Regions from separate parts of the Mus musculus genome. Here all the other regions are linked to region 3. A link is a contact called in public HiCAR-type, HiChIP or PLAC-seq and promoter capture Hi-C data. All regions are on one chromosome and are shown on one strand. The core of a region is the stretch at or near the end of the contact, and the rest is flanking DNA. Distances in the headings are between cores, read along the strand shown. Region 1 overlaps Jarid2 (jumonji, AT rich interactive domain 2). Region 2 holds the start of Dtnbp1 (dystrobrevin binding protein 1). Region 3 holds the start of Rnf182 (ring finger protein 182). Region 4 overlaps Dtnbp1 (dystrobrevin binding protein 1). Region 5 holds the start of Gmpr (guanosine monophosphate reductase). Region 6 holds the start of Mylip (myosin regulatory light chain interacting protein). Region 7 holds the start of Jarid2 (jumonji, AT rich interactive domain 2).

The links. Promoter capture Hi-C pulls out the DNA fragments that hold promoters and counts their contacts. HiCAR-type assays count read pairs that join an accessible place to other places. HiChIP or PLAC-seq counts read pairs in DNA pulled down with a chosen protein or histone mark.
Region 1: a contact with region 3 is called in an H3K27ac HiChIP or PLAC-seq map of embryonic stem cells, with 10 times the contacts expected there. The contact joins the enhancer-like site here to the promoter of Rnf182 in region 3. A contact is called at or near these places in 8 of 39 promoter capture datasets (the HPC-7 cell line, cranial neural crest, embryonic stem cells and 4 more), 1 of 484 Hi-C or Micro-C datasets (common lymphoid progenitors), 8 of 115 datasets of contacts at active chromatin or transcription factors (astrocytes, embryonic forebrain, embryonic hindbrain and 5 more) and 1 of 9 other capture datasets (liver).
Region 2: a contact with region 3 is called in an H3K4me3 HiChIP or PLAC-seq map of embryonic stem cells, with 9 times the contacts expected there. The contact joins the promoter of Dtnbp1 here to the promoter of Rnf182 in region 3. A contact is called at or near these places in 5 of 39 promoter capture datasets (embryonic stem cells, hippocampal neurons and stem cell-derived epiblast-like cells), 1 of 484 Hi-C or Micro-C datasets (Th1 cells), 6 of 115 datasets of contacts at active chromatin or transcription factors (embryonic forebrain, embryonic stem cells, forebrain and 2 more) and 1 of 9 other capture datasets (embryonic stem cells).
Region 4: a promoter capture Hi-C map of the HPC-7 cell line shows a contact between it and region 3, with 9 times the contacts expected there. The contact joins the enhancer-like site here to the promoter of Rnf182 in region 3. A contact is called at or near these places in 11 of 39 promoter capture datasets (the 3T3-L1 cell line, the HPC-7 cell line, cranial neural crest and 7 more), 1 of 15 datasets of contacts at CTCF or cohesin (large pre-B cells), 7 of 484 Hi-C or Micro-C datasets (B cells, CD8 T cells, the HPC-7 cell line and 4 more) and 4 of 115 datasets of contacts at active chromatin or transcription factors (embryonic forebrain, embryonic hindbrain, embryonic limb bud and 1 more).
Region 5: a promoter capture Hi-C map of cranial neural crest shows a contact between it and region 3. The contact joins the promoter of Gmpr here to the promoter of Rnf182 in region 3. A contact is called at or near these places in 7 of 39 promoter capture datasets (cranial neural crest, frontonasal cranial neural crest, hippocampal neurons and 3 more), 1 of 115 datasets of contacts at active chromatin or transcription factors (embryonic forebrain) and 1 of 9 other capture datasets (adipose tissue).
Region 6: a contact with region 3 is called in a promoter capture Hi-C map of cranial neural crest. The contact joins the promoter of Mylip here to the promoter of Rnf182 in region 3. A contact is called at or near these places in 2 of 39 promoter capture datasets (cranial neural crest and liver) and 1 of 115 datasets of contacts at active chromatin or transcription factors (astrocytes).
Region 7: a HiCAR-type map of astrocytes shows a contact between it and region 3, with 4 times the contacts expected there. The contact joins the promoter of Jarid2 here to the promoter of Rnf182 in region 3. A contact is called at or near these places in 6 of 39 promoter capture datasets (the 3T3-L1 cell line, cranial neural crest, hippocampal neurons and 3 more), 2 of 484 Hi-C or Micro-C datasets (embryonic stem cells and ventricular fibroblasts), 11 of 115 datasets of contacts at active chromatin or transcription factors (astrocytes, bone marrow-derived macrophages, embryonic forebrain and 8 more) and 1 of 9 other capture datasets (pancreatic islet).

The regions. Positions count from the first base shown.
Region 1 is chr13:44,847,007-44,849,821 of GRCm38.p6, forward strand. Jarid2 (jumonji, AT rich interactive domain 2) reads left to right here. Exons shown (of 18, transcript NM_001205043.1): 3 at 1,274-1,415. Among named protein-coding and RNA genes, the nearest start is that of Jarid2, 120 kb to the left of the region's middle. Within about 2 kb of position 1,260, at least 4 of the 459 cell types and tissues checked have an H3K27ac peak or open chromatin away from gene starts, as enhancers often do. A contact at or near this core is called in embryonic stem cells, where this site is marked.
Region 2 is chr13:45,000,775-45,003,573 of GRCm38.p6, forward strand. It overlaps Dtnbp1 (dystrobrevin binding protein 1), which reads right to left and starts at 1,322. Exons shown (of 10, transcript NM_025772.4): 1 at 1,143-1,322. The coding sequence starts at 1,198.
Region 3 is chr13:43,614,278-43,617,465 of GRCm38.p6, forward strand. It overlaps Rnf182 (ring finger protein 182), which reads left to right and starts at 1,520. Exons shown (of 2, transcript NM_183204.4): 1 at 1,520-1,790.
Region 4 is chr13:44,981,452-44,984,293 of GRCm38.p6, forward strand. Dtnbp1 (dystrobrevin binding protein 1) reads right to left here. Exons shown (of 10, transcript NM_025772.4): 5 at 1,290-1,422. Among named protein-coding and RNA genes, the nearest start is that of Dtnbp1, 19 kb to the right of the region's middle. Within about 2 kb of position 1,535, at least 43 of the 459 cell types and tissues checked have an H3K27ac peak or open chromatin away from gene starts, as enhancers often do. A contact at or near this core is called in CD8 T cells and the HPC-7 cell line, where this site is marked.
Region 5 is chr13:45,505,930-45,508,717 of GRCm38.p6, forward strand. It overlaps Gmpr (guanosine monophosphate reductase), which reads left to right and starts at 1,515. Exons shown (of 9, transcript NM_025508.5): 1 at 1,515-1,814. The coding sequence starts at 1,728.
Region 6 is chr13:45,388,253-45,391,296 of GRCm38.p6, forward strand. It overlaps Mylip (myosin regulatory light chain interacting protein), which reads left to right and starts at 1,490. Exons shown (of 7, transcript NM_153789.3): 1 at 1,490-1,791; 2 at 2,937-3,044. The coding sequence starts at 1,705.
Region 7 is chr13:44,729,659-44,732,809 of GRCm38.p6, forward strand. Jarid2 (jumonji, AT rich interactive domain 2) reads left to right here and starts at 1,613. Exons shown (of 18, transcript NM_001205043.1): 1 at 1,613-2,258. The coding sequence starts at 2,214.

The DNA.
Region 1 (2,815 bases), core at 10-2,509, 1.2 Mb after region 3:
GTTCGAACCGGACTCCTGGCAGGAGTTGTGTTCCACTCACTAGAGGTCTTAGGATCCCGTGGGGAATCCTGTGTGGGCCCTTGCGGGTGTCGGGCTCATCCGCTGGCAAGGTACCTCGGGGCGCGAGTGGAGCGGAAGGGGCTTGTGCCCCAGGTCAGGCCCGGGTAGTCCACTTCCCTATTTACCGCAGTCTCAGGTTCCGCGCGATTGGATTGGGGCAGGGGCTGTGTTCCACTCACCCGAGGTCTTAGGATCCCATGGGGAATCCTGTGTGGGCCCTTGCGTGGGCGCCTCCGCTGGCAAGGTACCTCGGGGCGCGAGTGGAGCGGAAGGGCCCCAGTCACATTTCTAATGGTGTTGGAAATCATATTTGTATAATTCCAGTATTGGTGTGCCAATGTACTGCTAATAGAAATGATATTTTGGATAAATATACAATTTTTTTTTTTTAGATTTGCAAAGAACATTGAAACAAGTAGGCAAAATTAGGAACCATTAACATCATTTAATCCTTTCTGCTGTTATATTTGGTGATTGCTGCTTCTGGGATCCTGTGGTGGACCTTTCCATGTTTGTGTCCACAGGAGTGCATCCATGGTAGTGTGTATATACGCATCAGGACTTCAGATCTAGAGAGCAATTGTTCTTTGACTAGGTCTGAGACAAGACTGGGTACAAGCTACGTTGTTAAGGGCTCTATTTGGGTTTCCAGTTTGCCTCTAAGATGTGTTTATGATGTTTCTGTGGGTAGCTGGTATTGGTCAATTTTTGTTATAAAGTAAATATTTACCAGTTGGTAGCTATTTAGAAATGACTCATTGGGTTTTTATGATAATTGTCACATCTTTTCTAGCCTTGAGGCACAAGAGATGTTCAAAATAAAACGTACTTTAGTCAGGTCTCTATCTAATAGGTAGCATCTTAGATGCTGAAACAATAGGATCACTCACTCAGGTCAGACTGCATTGAGATCCTTTCTCTGTATCAAAACCCGATCCAGCTCCCCCCCCCCCCCCCTCTCTCTCTCTCTCTCACACACACACACCCCAGCACTCACGCGTGCGCCTGCCTGTCTGTCTTGAATTTCCTTGTTAATTGTTTCCTTCTTAAGCTTTTGATTCTCTTATGGAGTGAGGCTAATTTTTCTTACCCCCTTTAAAGGATTGTATGTGTATGTAAGTTTTCTGTCCTTGTCAGCTTGGGCACAGGGTAGAAGGAAAAGTGCTGCTCTGATGTAATGTGTTTAAGTGTTTGTCCCTTTTCTCACCTGTAGGGCTTCTTGGTAATGCCCAGGCTAAGGCACTAGGACCAGCCTCAGAGCAGTCAGAGAACGAGAAGGATGATGCCTCCCAAGTGTCCTCTACTAGCAACGATGTTAGTTCTTCAGATTTTGAAGAAGGGCCGTCGAGGAAAAGGTTAGTACCCAAGCATTAGTGAATAAATACATCATGGGGCAGGGACTGTCAATTCAGTTGCTAATGCTTGCCACATGGGAGCAAGTGTGAATCTACCACAGGAGTCAGAACTAAAGCTTTCCCAGTAACAATCCTCAAAAACAAAGATGGATAAAAGTCATTAATGGCCCGGGTGAAATTTGTTCCTGCCTGTGACACCATGCTGGCCAGAAGAGGGAATCCGATATTATTACAGATGGTTGTGAGCCACTATGTGGTACTGAGAATTGAACTCAAGGACCCCTGGAATAGCAGCCAATCCCCCCTTCCCTCTTTTTTTGTTTATTTTGTTTTTTGGTTTTTGTTTTTTTTCGAGACAGGGTTTCTCTGTATAGCCCTGGCTGTCCTGGAACTCACTCTGTAGACCAGGCTGGTCTCAATCTCAGAAATCTGTCTGCCTCTGCCTCCCAGGTGCTGGGATTAAAGGCGTGCGTCACCATTGCCCTGCTGCAGCCAATCCTCTTAACAGCTGAATTATTTCATGAGCCCATCAAATTTATTCTTAATCAGCAGCTGTTTTGAAATCTGTATTAAATGCGTTTTTGTCATTTCTGAAGAGATTTCTTTCCCAAAATGATAGAGACTTCCTGTGGTATTATTAGCAAATAATTGTTCTTGTCATGAAAATATTAATTTACTGTCTACAACCTTAATATGTCTGATTTTAACCAAACTGTTTTTATATGATTTTTCTACATAATTTAAGATAGTTCAGTAAGGTGGTAGGTAGGCTAATGCTATTTTAAGATTTGTGGCAGTGAAATTACATAACGGTTCCAACTGGGTCTTTAAAGATCTCTTTGCTAGCAACCACCCTATTTTATGTCTTATTGTCCACCCCCTTTAAAATTTACTTTTAAATTTGCATTTGATCTTTATGACTATAATTTTGCAATGCAGGTGGTCAGAATTGAACTCAGGACCTTTGGAAGAACAATCAGTTCTCTTAACTGCTGAGGCATCTCTTTAGCCCCTATGACTATATTTTAAAAGGAAAAAGTTCCCTTGGTTTGAACTTCTTTTCTTGGTTGATTCATCTTGACTATAATGACCCTTTGGAAACAATTTAGATGTCTATCTTTAATGAAGTACAGAGAAAAATTAGGTGAAGGAAATTAGCCATGATTTGTGCTTGCAAGTTGAGATGCATAGCTCAAATTCTGGTTTTGCCTTCCTTTCCTTGGTGTCTAATAGCATATGGTCTATGTTGGGTCTGTATAATAACTTCTCCTAGTCATTGTCTTTAACCTCTCAATAGTGTCTCACATTGCTGTTTTGTATGTTAGCAGATTTAAACACACACCAGAGGCGTCGTGTCATTATACTAGGCCTGTACTTTTCTATGACGAACCTTTTACTGT
Region 2 (2,799 bases), core at 72-2,571, 1.4 Mb after region 3:
AAGACCACAAAACTAAAATCATCAATAATGCTTTATATACATTGGACACCTTCAAGTATCTGACAGCTTGTTACTATTCAACAGGCAAATGGTATAAAGCAGTTTTTTTGTTCCACGAGATGGGAGATCGGCTGTCATTTTTCCCATTAATTATTAAAGTATAGCATTATGACAAAGGTGCCCTCACATCAGGAACATTCGCCAAACATATGACAGACCAGCAGGGGGGGATGGTGGTGGATGCCTGAAATCACGTTGCATTGGGGCAGCTGAATCAGGGAGTATTCCCACCAGTTCAAGTCTGATCTAGGGTAAAGTATCTGTGAGGCGCTGTCTCAAAACAAAAGCCTGAACAAACCAGAGGGATGGCAGATTCTTTACAACGTGACTTTTTGTAAAGCAATAAAAGGAATTATAAACGAAAAGCCATACAAACAGTGCTTCCTGCCTATTTAACACAGCCACTAATAGTCCCATTAAACTGCGAGCGAGATAAGCACCATCACTATCTTACAGTACAGTAAGCAGAGACAAGAGACCCGGTAACTCGCAGTCAGGTTAAGAGGTAAAATCCTACAATAGTGCTTTAGGCAGCCTGGTACCCACTCAAGTTCCCCGACTTTGTAGCACATCGGAATCCCGTGACATTCCAGCTTAACCCAAGCTCAGAGAGGGCGAGAGCCAGGAGATTGCGAAAGGTTCCCGGGGGCGTCCAAAGTTTAGGCAACTCCGGGTGTGAACAGCTCCGCTCCAGTTCTGTCCCTCTGGGCCCAGCTCCTCCGTCACGGTGTTAAACCAGGGTAAAGGCAGAGAAGGCCGGAGAAGGGGTGGTCAAGGATCGGGCCGAATGGCCCGGTGTCCCCGCTGAAAGAGGAGGGGAAGGCGGGGGCCCGTGAGTCCTGCCCCGGGGTAGGCCGGCGGGCTTCCAGAGCAGAGGACACAGCCTCTCACGTGACCATCCTGCCCCGTCAAGCAGAGCTGCCCCGCGACAGGGCAGGAGGGCATCCCTCCCGCTGCGACCAAAGTGACTCGGTGCCGCCGCCGGGACACCGGGAAGTTCGTTGTCTCCGCGCGCCGACCGGACGGCAGCCCCGCGCCCACGCGCGTGGGGGAGCCCTTTCGGCCGCCCACCGCGTACTCACCCGGAGGTGAAATCCTGCTGTACGCTCAGCAGCCGCTCGCGCAGGGTCTCCAGCATCGCGTCCCCTCCCTCAGGCCTCGCGCCACCGCGCCCTCGGACGCCGTCGGGCGTCCCCTCGCCCCGCGCGTCGGCTCTCGCTTCACCGCGCCGCCGCCGCCGCAGCCTCCCCGGCCGCCGCGCCTTCCGCGTCCCCGCCCCCCTCCGCGCGCCCGGCCGGCGCAGCCGCAGTGCGGCGCTCAGGGGAGGCTCGCGCGGCGCCGAGGGGCGGGGCCTTCGCGAGCGCGCTCGCCCGCTCTGCAGACAGGGCGGGAAGCCGGCCTTCTCCAAGGTTATGACTGCTTCTTGGAAGGATGATTTCAGGCCCCTGCATCCTTTAGTTGAAGGGTTGGTTGGCTTTCGAAGGTCGGAAGAGCGCTGCGGGAATCTCCTGGGTGGCTGCGCCTCCCTATAACAACACTGCTTTGGTACTCCGTATTGGGGTTTGTCGGTGATGATCACCTGTCTCCAAACCCTTACTTTGCCCACTCTAGATCTTTGACTGACCCCGTCAAATTTCTGTGCCCTTCATCTCTCCATGTTGCCAAAGCCATGTTTCCCCTCCTCTGCCCCCTTGTGGGGGTGGAACTCGGTTTCTTGCATACCAAGGCTCTCCCACTGAGCCAACCCTCTTTATTCTGTGCGTCAATCTTTTCTCAACCTTTCAGTTATCCTCAGAGCAGTTGCTCACCTTTTTTCTTCCTTTCATCCCTTCTGTCCCAAAACTACGTGCACAGACTCCTCCTCCTCTCTATGCACTTTCCCTGGGCTAGTCTAGCCGTCATCTATTGTAGGGTACTCCTCTGTTTTTGCTTGCCCCCTTCCTTTCCTCTCAGTTGTTTCACCGCGTTGTCCCCGGGACATCTCAAGCATCCTTTGTGGCATACTAGACAAGCACTCTGGCAGTGGGTGACATCCCCAGCCCTTCCACGTGGAAAAGGGGATTAAAACACTCCGAGCCTTTTCTACTCAGGAAAGACGACTACTGAGCTAGGAAGTTGGATATTTAGTCATGCTTTTTTTTTTCCTTGAGTGCAGACTTCCAAAATGAGGATTCATTTTGCTTTAAGACTGGCTACCAGGGTGACACCCTCTTTTTTAAATGACAAGATGGTCAAGGTTATAAGAGGTTCAGTATCAGGAGCTCAGCTTCTCTATCAATATTAGTCATGTGTTTCATTAGCTGTATCAAAATAGAATCGAGGAGTTAGCTTCCTGCTAGGGTTTGCACGTAAATTGTTTCTACAGATTTATATGCTTGAACTCTCTTGTGTGAGAAATATGGACCCTCACTTCATAATAAGAGCCCCGTAGACTTGGAGTAGTGTAAGTGTGGCAATTCATTTTTGCCACTTGGCAAAGCCAGGCACCAGCCCAGAATGGCAGGCCCGCTGAGCATCGAGAACAGCTTTTGCAACCCCAAAGCAGGGCCCTTTTCCCCTTTAGTCTTTGTTTGAATAACCAGGAGGATCCAGTCTTGTGCATCATCTGGGTTCCATCTTTCTCCCCTAAGTTTTTCATCTCCTTTGCTGCTTATATTTGTCTATTTTCAACAAAGACTGTGACTGTGTTCATCTCTGCACTTCACATTCCGTTTATTTTAAAGTTGACCAGCCATGTGA
Region 3 (3,188 bases), core at 270-2,769:
CATAGCTCTCATTATCTATTCATGGGTTTCTGTGTAACATTTCTTAGATTCAGATAGCTGGGAGAAACATACATGCACTTTGAGTTTTGATACATATCTTCAAATGACTTAATGGCGTGACAGAAAGATTTCGTTCTCTTGACTTCATCTGGAAGCACTGATCTTTTATTTATTTATTTATTTATTTATTTATTTATTTATTTATTTATTTGGTTTTTCCAGACAGAGTTTCTCTGTATAGCCCTGGCTGTCCTGGAACTCACTCTGTAGACCAGGCTGGCCTGGAACTCAGAAATCTGCCTGCCTCTGCCTCCAAAGTACTGGGATTAAAGGCGTGCACCCCCCCTCCCCCACCTACTGATCTTTTTATTTAAAAAAAAAAAAGTAGGCAACCTTCCTTAGGAGTGAAATGCTTTCATTTTAGTACATAAAATGGACCTTCTATTTTTATAAGTTAATACATGGAGCCTCCTCTATCGGTAACGTCTTTGTTTGTTTGTTTGTTTTGTTTTTCAGTAATGCTGTTGTTTCGGTGTGTCCTTCTCAGACAGCTTGAAAGCCCAGAAAACAATAGCTCTCCAGGGGGTTAGTTAGCATGTTAATGGGACTTCTTTGGTGATTCACAAATGCCAGGACAGTCCATGGCCTGCTCTTGAGGTCCAAAGGAAGACACTGTAGAATTTGGATTTAGTCACTGAACTTTCAAGAAAACATAGTATAGAGGAGTGACTCACCCAGGGGAGCTGCCCTCTAGCTCTGTCCTTTAAAAAAAAAAGCATGACCCAAGGCCTGCTGGTACTTTTCCCTCTTTCTCCAAAAATTTCCTCAGGAGAGGCTATCTAGACTCCCAAGGGAGCCTAGTTGCTTTCCTAAGGGTCAAGGTCGGCAGTATGCAGCTAGACGGTGGCTCTGTCACTTGGTGCCCATGGTGGATGCTTAGCAGTTGTAATCCGTCCCTAAGCAGTGTGGCAGTGTTTCACATTCACACTGAAGCCTGTGTGTAAAAGTTGCGGTTTAACATCTCGTATTTATCATCAGAAGTCAAGGCTCCCTTTCCCTCCCACGGGAGCCCCTGGCAAGGCAGGTGCTTGGCTTGATTGTGGGAGACCAGAAATGCAGCAGAGGCAAAGGTTGCGGTTGGTTGGTGGTGATTGTGGTGGTGGTGGTGGTGGTGGTGTCTGATGCAGCAGCCGCAACAGGAGCACGGAGTACCAGTTGCTCAAAGTGATAGTTTATCACTTTGTACTGTCCTTTCTTCTCCCTTAAGTGAATTTCCGTTTCGAGGGCAGAGCTTCATAAAAGAAAGATGTGGTGGTGACGGGGACCTTAGAGCTTTGGAATGTCCAGAGTAAGAAAGCAAAGCAGAGCCTGCACTGCAATAAGATTTGGCTCTGGGCTTAGGGCTCTCTGGAGCCTTCCTGTCTCTGGCAAGGGACTCTGAGACTCGGGAGTGTCTACACTGGCAGTGGCTCCGGGTGTTTGGGGGTGGGGTCCTTGTCTCCTCCACACTACCCAACTGCTGAGAAGAAGGGCGTGGGTCTCAGGGCTGGCGGGGTCCCGGACCGTGGTGCCTTAGGGGTTCAGGCTCTCGGCCGGCCCCGGCAGTGGCGGTTGCCATGGTGACGTAGGGTCGGCTGTGCGCCGTAGAGACAAAGCGGCCCGCCCGCCCGCGGCTCCCGAGCTCCTCCTCCGCCGCGCCTCCCTCAATCCCTGGCGCCGCCGCCGGAGTGGCTCTCGATCCTCCCATCGATCCTCCAGTCCGTCCTCCCACGGCCCCCGCCGCTGGTCAGGTAAGGCGCGCGCCAGTCCGCGCGGCCCAGGAAGGGTCCCCCGAGCGCGGGGTCCAGCCGCTGCGGGGTGTGCACCGGATGCCCTGCGGGGCTACCCTGATGCCACCCACCGTCACGGCCTCCCGGAGCCCCGGGAGCCCAGCACCCGTAGCAAACTTCGGGCCGCGCTCCGGGCGCAGAGCCCTCGACACCGCCTGATCTGTCCCGACCAAGTTGAGGGGCGGGCCGAGCCATACCCACCTGCCAGGTGTCTCTTTTTCCTTCCACCTCTCTCCTTCGCCTTTAGGAGGAAAAGAAGGAAACAAAATTACCCCAGGACTTTTGTGTTTCATGGTTAATTCCTTACAGAATAGGATAGGAGGTGCAAGGAGCAAATGAGAGGTTTCTTTCTTTCTTTTTCTTTCTTTCTTTCTTCTTCTTCTTTTTTAAATTTAACACAAATCTTTGAAAAGTCAGCTCCTTCTGACGCTTGTGGTCCACGCATTTAGAAGTGGTATCTGGAGTTCCTCTGGGTTTTGGATCTGAATCTGGAACTGCATGGTGGGAAAGAGTGCTCGGGCTCGTTTCTAGCCTTTCTAGAGCTGTTAGCTGGACCAGTACCTTGTTGGGGAGATACTTGGCACAGACATCGTTGCTATTGTTTTGGGAAGATATTGTGTTCACGCTCTAGGCAAGTGGAAAATGCCTTGTGTTTTTATGCAAGGGAGCCATCCAAAGCATCCTCGGAGGCAGGTGTCCAGGCAGTGTTTGCATCAGTGTTTATGTGTGCTGGCAAGGACTGAGATGCAGTTGCCAAGGGCATTGGGATACCTGATAGGAAACTGCTTAAGTTGTGGGTACCAGTCCCTTTCAGTGGCCACAAGCCAGCAGATCATTTCGTGATAGTTTGTTGCAGACACACACACACACACAAAATTTTTAAATGTGATAGTGAAGACTTTTTTGGGGGGGGAGAGCACTAGAAATGATATGTACTATTATGAGAGAAAGAAAACATGCTTTTCCGGGTTACAGGTGATCAGTTAAGGATATTATACATGTGCAGATGTTATTTTATTAATTGGGGACAGATGCTGTGTTGATAACTGGAAAATTACCCGCCTGATTAAGTTGTATAACTCAACTTAGAAAAATCATGTTTAAGTAGGTTAGAGAACGTTTTATGGAATGAAAGGAACTCTATTTTGTTTTTGTTAGCTCATATTATAGTTAATGAAACAGTAATACTGATTATTTTGAGTTGTGGTTAACTTGATTAGAATTCTGGGTATTGTAGCTACAGGAGGTGCCATCCCAGAGTGATTATTTAATATCCCCCAACCCCCTTGGGATTCCAACACCTGTTAGCTTGCTGATTGCTGGGTTCCTAAGCTTGTTCTCATGTGCCAACAATTTTGA
Region 4 (2,842 bases), core at 285-2,784, 1.4 Mb after region 3:
ACACACACACATGTCCCTTGTGAAAGGAAATATGCTACACTTTCCTGTCTCTCTCTCCAGAGAAAGAAGGAAGGACAGAACGACAGTCGTAAGGATAGATATAAGCATAGTACGAGATATGGAAATAACATAATGAAACCTATCGCTTTGTTTGCTAGACCTAGTAAGGCAATTCAAGGACCTGCCTCCCTGTCCCTGCCTGGCAAAATAATTTTGAAATGACTAATACATTTTAATTTTTGTTTGTATTTCCTTACTTTCTTTTTTGTCTGTAAAAGCACTAGTAAACTAATAGTGTTCTATTTTAGAATTAAAATAAATTACAATTTAGAATTTAAAAAGTAAAGCCATTTTGTGATCTTTACGTTGTTCTAATTTTGTCCTTTGAGAGCAGTGACCCACAATATTACCTTCATGTGTACATGCATCAAACACAACAGATAATTCTCTGAATATAAACCCATCCAAATGAAAAATGAAGAAAACAAACTTCCACAAACTTCAAATGCAGCAGAACTCATCTGACCTCATGTCTATCGCCTGAAGGGTAAAAACATACTGTAAGACATGAATTTCTGAAAGCCTAAATTCTAAAAGCAATGTTTGGAGGACATCCTCTGGCCAGGATAGTTACTGTAAGTCCAATTCATTCATTCATTCATTCATTCATTCATTCATTCATTCATTCATTCATTCAACTTACACTTTTAAACAAAAGACCTAATGACAGTCTTGAGTTATTTTAAAAAAAGATCAACAAAGGCTGGCAAGCTGATTCAGCCAGCAAAATGCTTGTAGCTTAAGCAAGAAGATCGGCCTGAGTTGGATCCCCAGTACATACATAAAGTGCCAAGCAAAATATCTTGCTTCTAATCATGGCACTAAGGAGCCAGAAACAGGCAGATCCCTGGGGCCCATTGGCTGGCCTCACCAGTGAGTATCATGGCAAAATGAGAGATACTGTTTCAAAGTCATAATGAAACATCCCAAGAGCTCTGGAGGAACAACACCCCCACCCCCACCCCACTTGACTCCCCTCCATATGCAGAAGCACCTGTATGCATACAAACATTTGGGCAGACATAGGCAAATAGGTAACACACACAAAGCAACAAAACTAAAATTATTTCCTTAGCTTACTGTAGGCAGAAAGCATTAGTGGTAAATTTTAGAAATGAATACATTTCTATATAACAATAAGAATGCACTATTATTTTCAAAGCAATAGCTGAGAATTGATGAATTCTTGGAGGGCTTTGAAACTGCTCTCACACACAGGCCACACTTACCCAGGCTTGCCATCAGAGACTCCAAGTCCTGCAGGAGAGCGGGCAGCTGCTGCAGCTGCCCCTGCAGCTCGTTCAGGCTGGTCCTCTTCTTCTCCCAGTGGGCAGACAGCATGACCACCTCGCTGTCCACCAGCTGCAACACAGACCAGCGGGGCTCAGGAAAACCACATCTCAAGCACACAGTCAGTCAACGAGCCGAGGCCCGGCCAGTTTGTCTTTAGCAACCCTCCATGGTCTACAGATGGCAGTGACACTGAAGACAGTGCCACTTGTGTTGCTGGTTTTTCTTAGAAGAGGAAGGAACTCAGTATTTGTACAGCAGACCTCAAACTGCTCTTGTATCAGACATCTAACCCAAAGACTCCAAGGTCAGAAATAAGCTGACATCTTCTACGTATGTTCTACTATTAAGGAAACTATTCATTGGAAAATTCATACCTAGGAAAAATAAGACAAAAAGCAAACAACAACAAAAAAGTAACAAAAAGCAAATACACAGAAACAAATAAAAAAGTGATTTACTGGTAATTACTTGCTAACTTGAGAAGAAGTTAAAATATTTTGTCTGGTACACAGCATAATCTTTTTTAAGGCATTATAGATCATACCATGGTTCATTAGATAACTTGAAAAGTCTAAAATAACTAAGGTTTAGACAAAAACTACTTCTTACCAAAAATCAAAGCACAGCATATTTAAATATTAAGGCTTAAAAATGGTTTATTAATTCTAACTTTACACAAAACTAAAAATTACATTCTTTATATAGGACATAAAGTTTTTAGGTAGAAAGAATATAGCAGAGTACACTAAAGTATTTTAATTTAAGAAAATGTGAGGGTGAACAACTGTCAAACCATCACAGATGATTATACAATGGTACAACACACTAAGCATCTGCTACAAGCCCGACTCTGGGTTAAGCAATTTAGATATATTATCTTACAAAAACTACATCTTCTATGTTCCTCAAAGGCTTGCAAGCTAACAGTGTATGCAGAGTAGCTGGGAGACAGTGGAACATTTCATAGGTGAGGCTAAGCGTGAGAAAGCTAAACCACCACGGGCATGTCTTTGAAAGGATGGGGATTCCAGGCTCCTCCTCTGGGTGACAGACTCCTGGGTTACAGTGAGATGAACATAGTTCTTCCACCAAATGCTCCCAACATGGCACACTGTCTAACCAACAGCAAAAGGACCAGTCATAAAGCAAAATGATAGCCAAGCAAACCCTTTCTCCTTAATAAGCTGATTAGCTCAAGTATTTTGTCAGAGCAATGAAACTAATTAACATAGCATAAAACTCTACAGTTCATTCAGTCTATCTGAACAAGCTTGCTTGTTAAGCAAAGTTAAGTGGTGTCTGACACATTTTATGGATTAAAAAAAAGACAGAGACCAGGCTGTTTGTGTAAGACCAAAACAAATTAGTGCACCAAAGATGATAATCAGAAATTGTAACCTCCCCTCCTGTCACAGGAAATGCACCCTGAGCAGAGAAGTGAAGTCTCACTCAGCTCACTTAACAAATCAAACTGCTAAATAAAACCATT
Region 5 (2,788 bases), core at 265-2,764, 1.9 Mb after region 3:
ACACTGGTCATGCTCATTGCCACTGACTGACACAGTCTCAAACCCACCCCCTCTTTGGATAATCACCCAATGGTTTCTTCTTGAGCACACTGGAGGCCTGTCTCAACACTTGGTGGGCACACTGAGAGGGGAATTAGGGAAGCCAAAACTTTTAGCCTTTTGTAAGTAAGGGCACAGTAAAGAAAGCTCCAGGATGGTGAGTTTTCATTAGTTCTGGAGAAGGTTTTTGTCTTAGTCACCGTTCTGTGGCTGTGAAGGACCAACCAAAGCAGCTCTTATAAAAGAAAGTATTTCTTTGGAGCTCGATTACAGTTTTGGAGGCTTAGTCCATTACCATTATGCCAGACAGCATGCCAAGCAGATGGAATGACCCTGGGCCTCAAAGCCCACCCCCCACCCCCCAGTGACATACTTCCTCCAACAAGGCCACACCTCCTAATCCTTCTAATCTCTTCAAAAAGGTTCACTGTTCACAGGTTGATTACTAAGCATTCAAATATGGGAGCCCATAGGGGCCATTCCTGCTCAAACCACCACACTTTTTATTGTAGATAAGAAAGAAAGAACAGCCAGAGGCACCTGGAGGAGTCCAGAGCAGAGAGGAAAAGAAGACTGGTTGTGGATAGGCTTTTTGTGGGGAGGATAGAGAAAATAATGGGGGGGGAGAAGAATAGCAAAAATGATGAGAGACTCCTACCCTCTACAAGGAGGAGGTGGGAGAGCAGGTCAGCTGGAACAGCCTTGGAACTAGCATAGTGGAGGGTGAGTTGGGGAGGTGAGAACAAGAAGGCTCTCTATCACAGGGGCCTTGACATTTCTTACAAATGTGTGTTACCAGAGGAGCCTGGAGGTTGACTTTGGTCTGTGATATGTAATCATGGGTATATGCCAAAGAAGGTGGCCCTTTCTCACGTATTCCGAAAGAATCCTGCATGTGAGCTCTGATCTCCAGCAATCTTTTTGTCTACCTTGCCAGCATTCAGCAGGAGCTAAGCATTTGACTATCATTTTGGACCAAGTCAGTGAGCTCTCTGCTTCTCCCTCCTTAGAGGGGGTTTGGGAATTCACTTTGGAACACATATGAAGGCCATACTCTACAGCCAGGCTTAGTGGCTCATGTCTTTGGCAGAGGCAGGCAGATCTCTTGTGAGTTTGAGGCAGGCCTGGTCTACATAGTGAGTTCCAAGACAGCAAGAGCTACATAGTGAAACCCGGTCCTAAACAAAACGGAACAAAACAAAACGTACTCTCTGGTCTCCTAACCTTCTCCTTTGGTCACCCCTATGAGTACGATCAGGGTATACCCCGGGGAATGGGAGACTTTGTGCAAGTCTAATCCGCACCCATTTCGCAGCTCAGCCCAGGTCAGAGCTCTCTAGGGTGCTGCATGGCAGAATCCAGGCTCACTGCTAGACTCAAGCAGAAGGAGGGGGCGCTTAGGCAGAGAGAACTGGGCCCGGGGCGGGGCTCAGCTCAGAGACCCGGGATGTGGGCGGGACCTGGAAGCCGGGGGCGGGGCGCTCCCTTGGGGCGCCTGGCGTTGGGGAACGGAGCTGGGGGCTCCGGGTGCGCGGGCATAAGAACAAGGCGTGCGCACCGGGTTCGCGGAGCACCAGTCTGCGCACAGCCACCCGGGCGCCACTGTACGCACGCGCCCCGCAGCTCCCGGCTGACGCCGGCCTTCGCACCGCCTCCGCCGCAGGAAGCTACCGCGCACCGCTAGCACCATGCCCCGCATAGACGCGGACCTTAAACTCGACTTCAAGGATGTTCTGCTGCGACCTAAGCGGAGCAGCCTCAAGAGCCGATCCGAGGTGGGGCCGCTGGCATACCGCCTTCGGGTTGGCAAGGGGGAAGTGGGTGCAAAGGGAGGCACAGGGTGCCTTAATTGTGCCCGAGGCAGGGGCGTCACACCCTTTCCCCCACCTGAGAAAGGGGGAAGGCCAGTCGGTTTTCTCTTACACCTGGATTGTCTCTAGTTAGGGCCAGTGACAAGGGGGTGCTAGTTCGGGCCTGGAATTATAAATGCGTCTGCCTACCGGTGGTGGGCTTGGGGAAGTTCACACTGACACAGAGGAGCTAAGATCAACCAACCGAATGTCCAGTGACTTTAAAAGGAATGGTCTCAGGAGAGGCGCTCCGGGGAGGAGAGGAAACAGTGGGGCTAGGATGAAAGGAAGGGAAATACAACTGCAGATTCAAGCTTGGAATTTGGAACAGTGTTTCCTGGCGCTGGGACCTGCCTCTGCTGATTTAGCATCAGGTCCTGTGTCTGCGAACCGGGCGGAAAAGCCGGGCGCTCCCGGCAGGCACTTCTTTTCTTTTCTCTTTTCTTTTCTTTCTTTCTTTCTTTCTTTTTTTTTTTCTTGAGTTTAAATGGTCTTGCAGGAGCTGAGCTGGGGACCTGCTTTTTGGTGGCACTCTGCGGTACTGGACAGCTTGCAGTTCCAGCCCAGAGTAATGCAAGCGGACAGCGCTGGGGTGAGGGTCATTTGGGCCATTTGGAAGTTAGTTGTACCATGATAAGATGAGCGCCTGGGAACAGGTGGAGACGGGAGACGGCCGAGGTCAGACCTTGAAGGATAAATAGTTTTCTAGAAAGGCGGAGCTCGCTGGTGGAGTTGTTCCTGAACCGTGGCTTGGCTCTGTTGGGGGGAGTTCAGGAGGAAGAGCCTGAAAGGACAGGGGCGGGGGTTGGGGGAAGCTAAGCCTGCCTGCCCGCCCCATCCCTTTTGCTCAACAAACAAGACCATAAATAAATCCCCTCAGCAAACAACTCGCTCCGGTG
Region 6 (3,044 bases), core at 240-2,739, 1.8 Mb after region 3:
CTTTCTACTCCCAGTATCTAGGAATTTCCCCAAATCTGTCCCCTAAGTTCCCCCTTGTTTAAGCTGGTTAAGTTTTGGCCTTTCAAAAATATTAAGCAATACAACCAATTTCCATGTTGCCTCCTCTCCTTATGGTGAAATTTCCAGCGATGGGCCACAGATTAGATAATCTAAATGTTATCTCCCAGGTACACGTGCCAGACCTGCTTCCGGGAAGGAAAGGAATGAGCAGTAGACCGGTGGATGAATGCAAGCTTACACTGGACTTGGAGCAGTTCGAGAACTGTACCATGTGTTCCTGAAACACAAAGCCAAAAGACTGAACAGTTCTCTCCGCGAGGGCTCTGCTAAGATCCCAGTCCTTCTCCGATGTTTTCCCCATCGTCAGAAATAAATATCACTGAGCCCAAGTACGAGGTGCACCACCAGGTTGAGCTATACAGCAAGACTTCGTCTTAAACGCACAGCAAACAAACGGCACAGAGATAGGGTCATTGGCAGGCAGGGATGGCTAGATTGCTTCCCAGCGGTGCTGGGGCGAGGGGGGGCGGCTTGCAGGAGGGGGTGTCCAAAAATAGCTAGTCTCCATTCTGCGAGGACACTGAGCTTCAGAGAGATGGAGTTTTCCAAAGATCCAAGGCTGAAACCCATATCTCCCGGCTTATCTTAGAAACCAAAAAAGACAGTATAGGCCAAGAGAAACAGGTGGTAAAAATATGAAGGTTGTACACCTTTAACCACTAATCTCTTGTATTGAGATTCCCATCCTGCTAGGTCCTGAGATGAGCCTGTTATCTTTAAGATGGGGTAACATCTGGGTGTCTGAAAGAAAGGGCAGGGAGTGTACCAGGTGTATAGTGAACGAATTGGATGAGAGATAGGCTGGGTGACATAACTTGGTAAGGTGTTTCAATGTAGCAGAACCCACACATAGAAACCCTTGGCACGAGTTAATATAAGAATGGTGCTTGGATCAAATTACCGGCTTATATTGGGTCAGCTGCAAAAACTTTTCTACTTAGATTCTTCTTTTGACAACCCACGGTGGCAAATGCCAGCGGAAAAGCCTCTTCTTTAGGCTCTCTGTCTTGCTTGCTTCTCTTTTGGCTTTCACAAACCACCTGGTTATTAGAGTAACCCCACGCAGGAGTCCTGAGAACCGTAGTAGCAACGTAGCATCACAGGAGCCTTTGATCACAGTTCTCTCAAACCCGGACAGAAAGGCGTCCCCTGGAGCTGCGGGCGACAGCGGGCTGGGAGGAGCGTCGCCCAGTGGCAGAGGCCGCGACCGTGCTGGGGATTGGGGAGAGGATGGGCTCCCACCTCCCGCAGCTCCACAGGCGGTGCCGGGAGGCGGGGCTTCAGCCCACCGAGACTGGGAATTGGTTGCCGGAGCTGGGGAGGAGGGGCAAGCACGCTGTGATTGGCGGAGTCCGGTGCCGGAGGGGCGGGGCCTCTATAAAAGACGCGTGCCTGTAGCGGCGCAGGCAGTAGGGCTGTCGGAGCGGCGCGGCCGTGTAGCTCCCGGGAACTGGCTGTCGTGGGGGTGGCGGGGACGCGAGTGGCGGCTGCGTGGGGTGCAGGGCGGGTGGCCGCACGGCTGCACCTTCCTCACGGAGCCCGGAGTCGACTTGGAGCAATTGCGGTGAGGCGACAGCTCCGGCGCACACCCGAGAAGAAGCGGCGGTGGCGGCGGCCCCAGCCATGCTGTGCTATGTGACGAGGCCGGACGCGGTGCTGATGGAGGTAGAGGTGGAGGCAAAAGCCAACGGCGAGGACTGTCTCAACCAGGTGAGGGCGGCGATCGGAAAGGGGATCCCTTCTTGTCCCCGGGAAGCCTCGGGGCTCGGGGATGCTCCCCGGGAGCCGGGCGACGTTGCAGCAGCGGCCCGTGGAGTGCTCCCGGGACGCCAGGCTCCAGCCTCCTCCTCCTCCCCGCGAGTGGAGAGTGCGGTGGGGGGGGGGCGGGGGGAGCATAGAGGACGCTTACGGTGGGGGATCCGGGGCCCGGAGACCAGAACACTGCTGGGAACCTCCACCCTGTCCGTTAGCCTGGCACTTTTCTCTAAAGAAGGTGGCCCGGCACACCTGCCGCAGGTGTGTGTGTGTGTGATGCCTCCCGTGGAGTCCTTGCAAAGCCCGGCAGCGCCACCCGCGTCCCGGGATGAGATGGTTGCAAGCGGTCGCTGGCCCCGGGGCTCCCTAGCTGATCAGGTGGGCCCGAATCTCAAGCCGCTTCTCAGAAGGACTGTTCACCTGACACTCTAGGCTTGCTAGGGATCCAGAGTATATTGAGTAATTTGCGGGGGACGGTTCTGCAGGCAGCCTCCTTCTTGAGGGGTCTTTACACGTGTGTTTTCTTAAGGGTGACTAAGGCTCCTAACGGGGTGTGCCTAATGGATATTGGCAGGCCCATTTGACCCCTTGAAATACTGTGTCTACGAGACCTGTGGACCTGAGCTGTTTGGAAAGGCGCTTGTAAAGCTTAGCTGACACTTGTAGCATGCTTCCTCAATGCGTTTGTGTTTTTGGAATCCAGATGGTTAAAACTGTCCAGATAATACGCTGCCAAATCAGCTGTGCAGATGGTGCTGCGGGGCGGAGGGGGGGGGTGGCGGGGGGAATTCCAGCGATTGGAATAAGAAATAAAACACCCTGTGTGTTCTTCTACCTCAGCCTTTTGGGAAGTCTGTTTTGGGGGGACCCCTTTCCCTGTGCCATTGGTCAGACCCTAGAAATAGTCAAGCAAGGCCAAGCCTCCACTGGAGGGCTGCGTTTTGGCTTTGCTGTTTCCTTAAAACCTTGTTTTTCCGGTCGGTCTACCAACTGGCATTGCAAGAAGGTAGAACTTTGGGAAAGCAGGGGCCAGTCCTCTCCTCGGATGGAGCCCTTAGGTTTGCACTGCTCACACCCCATACCTTTGGTTTTGTTTTTAGGTGTGCAGGCGTCTAGGGATCATCGAGGTTGATTATTTTGGGCTGCAGTTCACGGGGAGCAAAGGTGAGAGCTTATGGCTGAATCTGAGAAACCGGATCTCCCAGCAG
Region 7 (3,151 bases), core at 363-2,862, 1.1 Mb after region 3:
AGCGCCGAGGCTGGGAGCCGTGCTAAAGTTCCTGCGAATGCCCCCGAGAGCGACAGCAGGGCCTGCGATCCATTGATCTGAGCGACTGGCGAGCCTGGGCAGGGCAGGGGCTGGGGCAGGTAAGGCTGCGGGGCACAGACCATTGGGCTCTCGGGCACTCAGTGTTCGAGACGCTTCCTTACGGGCTGCCTGTGTTGGGGGGTCGGTCTCCATTTTTCCGTTCACGGTTTCACCTCGGCGTTGGGAGTCTCGGTCGCGGACAGCCCTAGTCCTGAGGGTAAAGACCCCCTTCACCGTCTCCAGGGACGGCGGGGCTTCACCTCGGAGCCACCGGCGACGGCCTAGGGTCGCGTCGGCCCCGGGGACAGGGGCGGGCACGCGGGCCGGCGACCACGAGGCCGCGAGCTTTCGCCGGGAGGCTGCCCCAGCCGCGTCTGCCTCGCGCGTGGGGTCGCGTGCGGCCGCGGGCCGGCTTGGAGCCGTGACCTCGGACCACCCCGGCGGCCGAGCGGCCGCCCGCTTGCTCGGCACACGGGCGCTTGTCCTGAGGTGACACCGCCGGCAACGGCTGAAGCAAGCGGGCGCTGCCGATCAGCGAGTTCGCACCGAGCGAGGATCCCTCTTGGTGCGTGGCCCAGTTTGGCTGAGGACCCGCTCCAACCCCTCGCTGACACCGCCCCCCGCCGCCGCCGCCGCCACGCTCCGAGGCCTTTCCCCCGGGAAGCCTGGCGGCTTGCCCTCGCGGGCCCGCGGGCGCGCTCTCGCGCGCCGATTCCTCGATTCCACAGGCGGTTCGCGCCCGGGGTGGGGGCGGGGCGGGGCGCGCGGGGCCGGGCCGAGCCGGGCCGGGCCGGGAGGGCGGCCCCCGCGGGGAGGGGACTGGGGGGCGGGGCCGGCGTGGGGAGTTCCTCGCTCCCGGACCACACGCTCCGCGGGCCAATCCCGAGCCAGCCTCTAGCAGTGTCGCACGCGGGACACGTCCAAGCGTTTGTTGGCAGGGCCCGGGGAAGGGGGAGGGGGAAGCGATCGGGGAAAAGGGAGTTGAGTGACAGGAGGCGTGGGGCACGCTGGGAATTGTAGTTCTTCGCTTCCGTGGCCATAGCCATTTTGTAGTCAAGGGACTACAACTTCCAGAAGATCAAGGGGACTATTCTAAGGTGCCCCGGGAATAGGCGGCTCTCCCCCGGGCCGGGCGTCCTGGGGCACTGGTACCCAGCTGCCCGGCTGCAGGTAGACGTGAGGGCAGTGGCGAAGGTTTGCATGCGGCGACTGTTGGGTGAGCGGACTGCGGGTGGGGGGGGGGGGGGGGAAGGGGCTGAGGTGGAGCGACCGAGCGTGCCATGCATTGAGCTAGGGAGCCTCTCTCAATTCCACGACTGGGCTCGGCGTGGGAGAGGCGCCTGACGGGCGGCCCGCAGAGGCTTCGTGGAGGCCTTTCCGGGGTCTCGTCGACGGGGCTGCGGGAGTTCTCCGCACCGGGCCGGGGCTTGTGGGCAGAGGTTAGGCAGGCGTGCGGGGGGCTCAGCTGTGGGAGTTTTCGGCTGGCGGGAGGTGGCGAATTAGCCGAGGAGCCCTAACTTGTATAAAAGCAGAGTCCATTTAAAGTTGGGCTGGCTAGCCTCTCTCTCATTGGTTAAGGGGCTTGGAAAAAAGAGACTCGGCGAGCCCTCCGCTGTGGTGCTGCCGCCGCCACCGCCGCCGCTGGAGTTGACTCTTCTGCTCGCACTGCTGCTGCAGCACAAACGTGACTTCCAACATTTTAAATTTATCTTTTCCTTTTTTCTTCTTCAAGATGTAACTACAGATCAGATACTAAGGACCTTCACGTTTCGCTGATGTAGTTTTTGGAAGAAAAAGGGGGGGAGTGAAGGGCGTCGGTTTTTTTTTTTTTCTTCTTTTTTTTTCTTTTCTTTTTTTGTGTCTGTTGTATGTTTCGGGGGAAATTTTCCATTATGAGTGTTTTACTAAAGTGAATTTTTCTTGTTTGCTTCGCTCGTCTTTGGCTCTTTTTATATTTTTTCTTTTATCCTTCTCAATTTCGGATTTATTTCAAGGCGAATCTGGTTTTGGGGGAAGAGGAAGAAAAGTCGGATTACAAGATCAACCACCACCAACAACAATAAAAACCACCAGGATATTTTTTTGCAAATTTCTGACGGCTTTAAATTCATGAAGCAATTGTCCCCTTTTGCAATCAGCATTTGGATCTCAGAATGAGCAAGGAAAGACCCAAGAGGAATATCATTCAGAAGAAATACGTAAGTGCTCTTAACAACACATCCTTTGGCTTGCAGTTTTAAGCGATGGTTGTGAATGTCAAGTTTATAGATAATTCTGCAGCTGAAAGGTTTTAAACAGCGTCCGATAAAGCTCTTTCTTTTCCGAAAGGGCTTTTCAGGCAAAGTCGTGTCTGCCTAGTTTGGTTGAGAAAACAGACTGGTGTAGAGATACCTCAAGTATATAAATTGACCTCGAATGACACAACGTTGATGTAGTTTTGGTGAAAGGCAAGGGGTTTTGGTGGAGGTTGGGGTTCTGTGTGTGGGGGCCCCCGCAGTGATCTAACTGCATTCTCGGGCGGATTTGGTCCCATATTGCACTTTGCATACAAATGAGCCTGTTATTAGTGTTATTTGGAAAATCGTGTAAGGTATGTGTGTTGGAAGCTAAGTTGCAATCCAGAGTACGATTATGGCGATCTTCTAGCACTGGCACATCATTTAATATATGTGGCCCTTTTGGCTTATCTAGCTTGCAACATGACCCAGTTGGGAATCATGTTACTGGGAATGCATTTATTGGTATTGACTTTTATAAAGAGGCTGGTTTTGGTTCTAAAGATTCATGGTTTCTAGTTTGAGGGGAAAAACATAGCTCATGTAAAAGTATATGTGTGCCTGAGTGAATGCATGTTAATACGAATAATTTCTCCCTGAAAACTGGGTTTCTGAGATTGGGTTGTGATGGTTAGGTTTGTTTTGTGCACAGTATAGCAGCGTCTTGCTTGGCATAGGGAGTGTTTTTGTTTTGTGTAGTGGCTTTTTTTTTTTTTTTTTTTTTTTTGTAAGTTTGGGGGGAGGGAGTAGAGAGGGAAACCAGGGGATTAACCAAATATGCACTCGAGTGATCCGGTGGTTAGCTGCGTATGCTT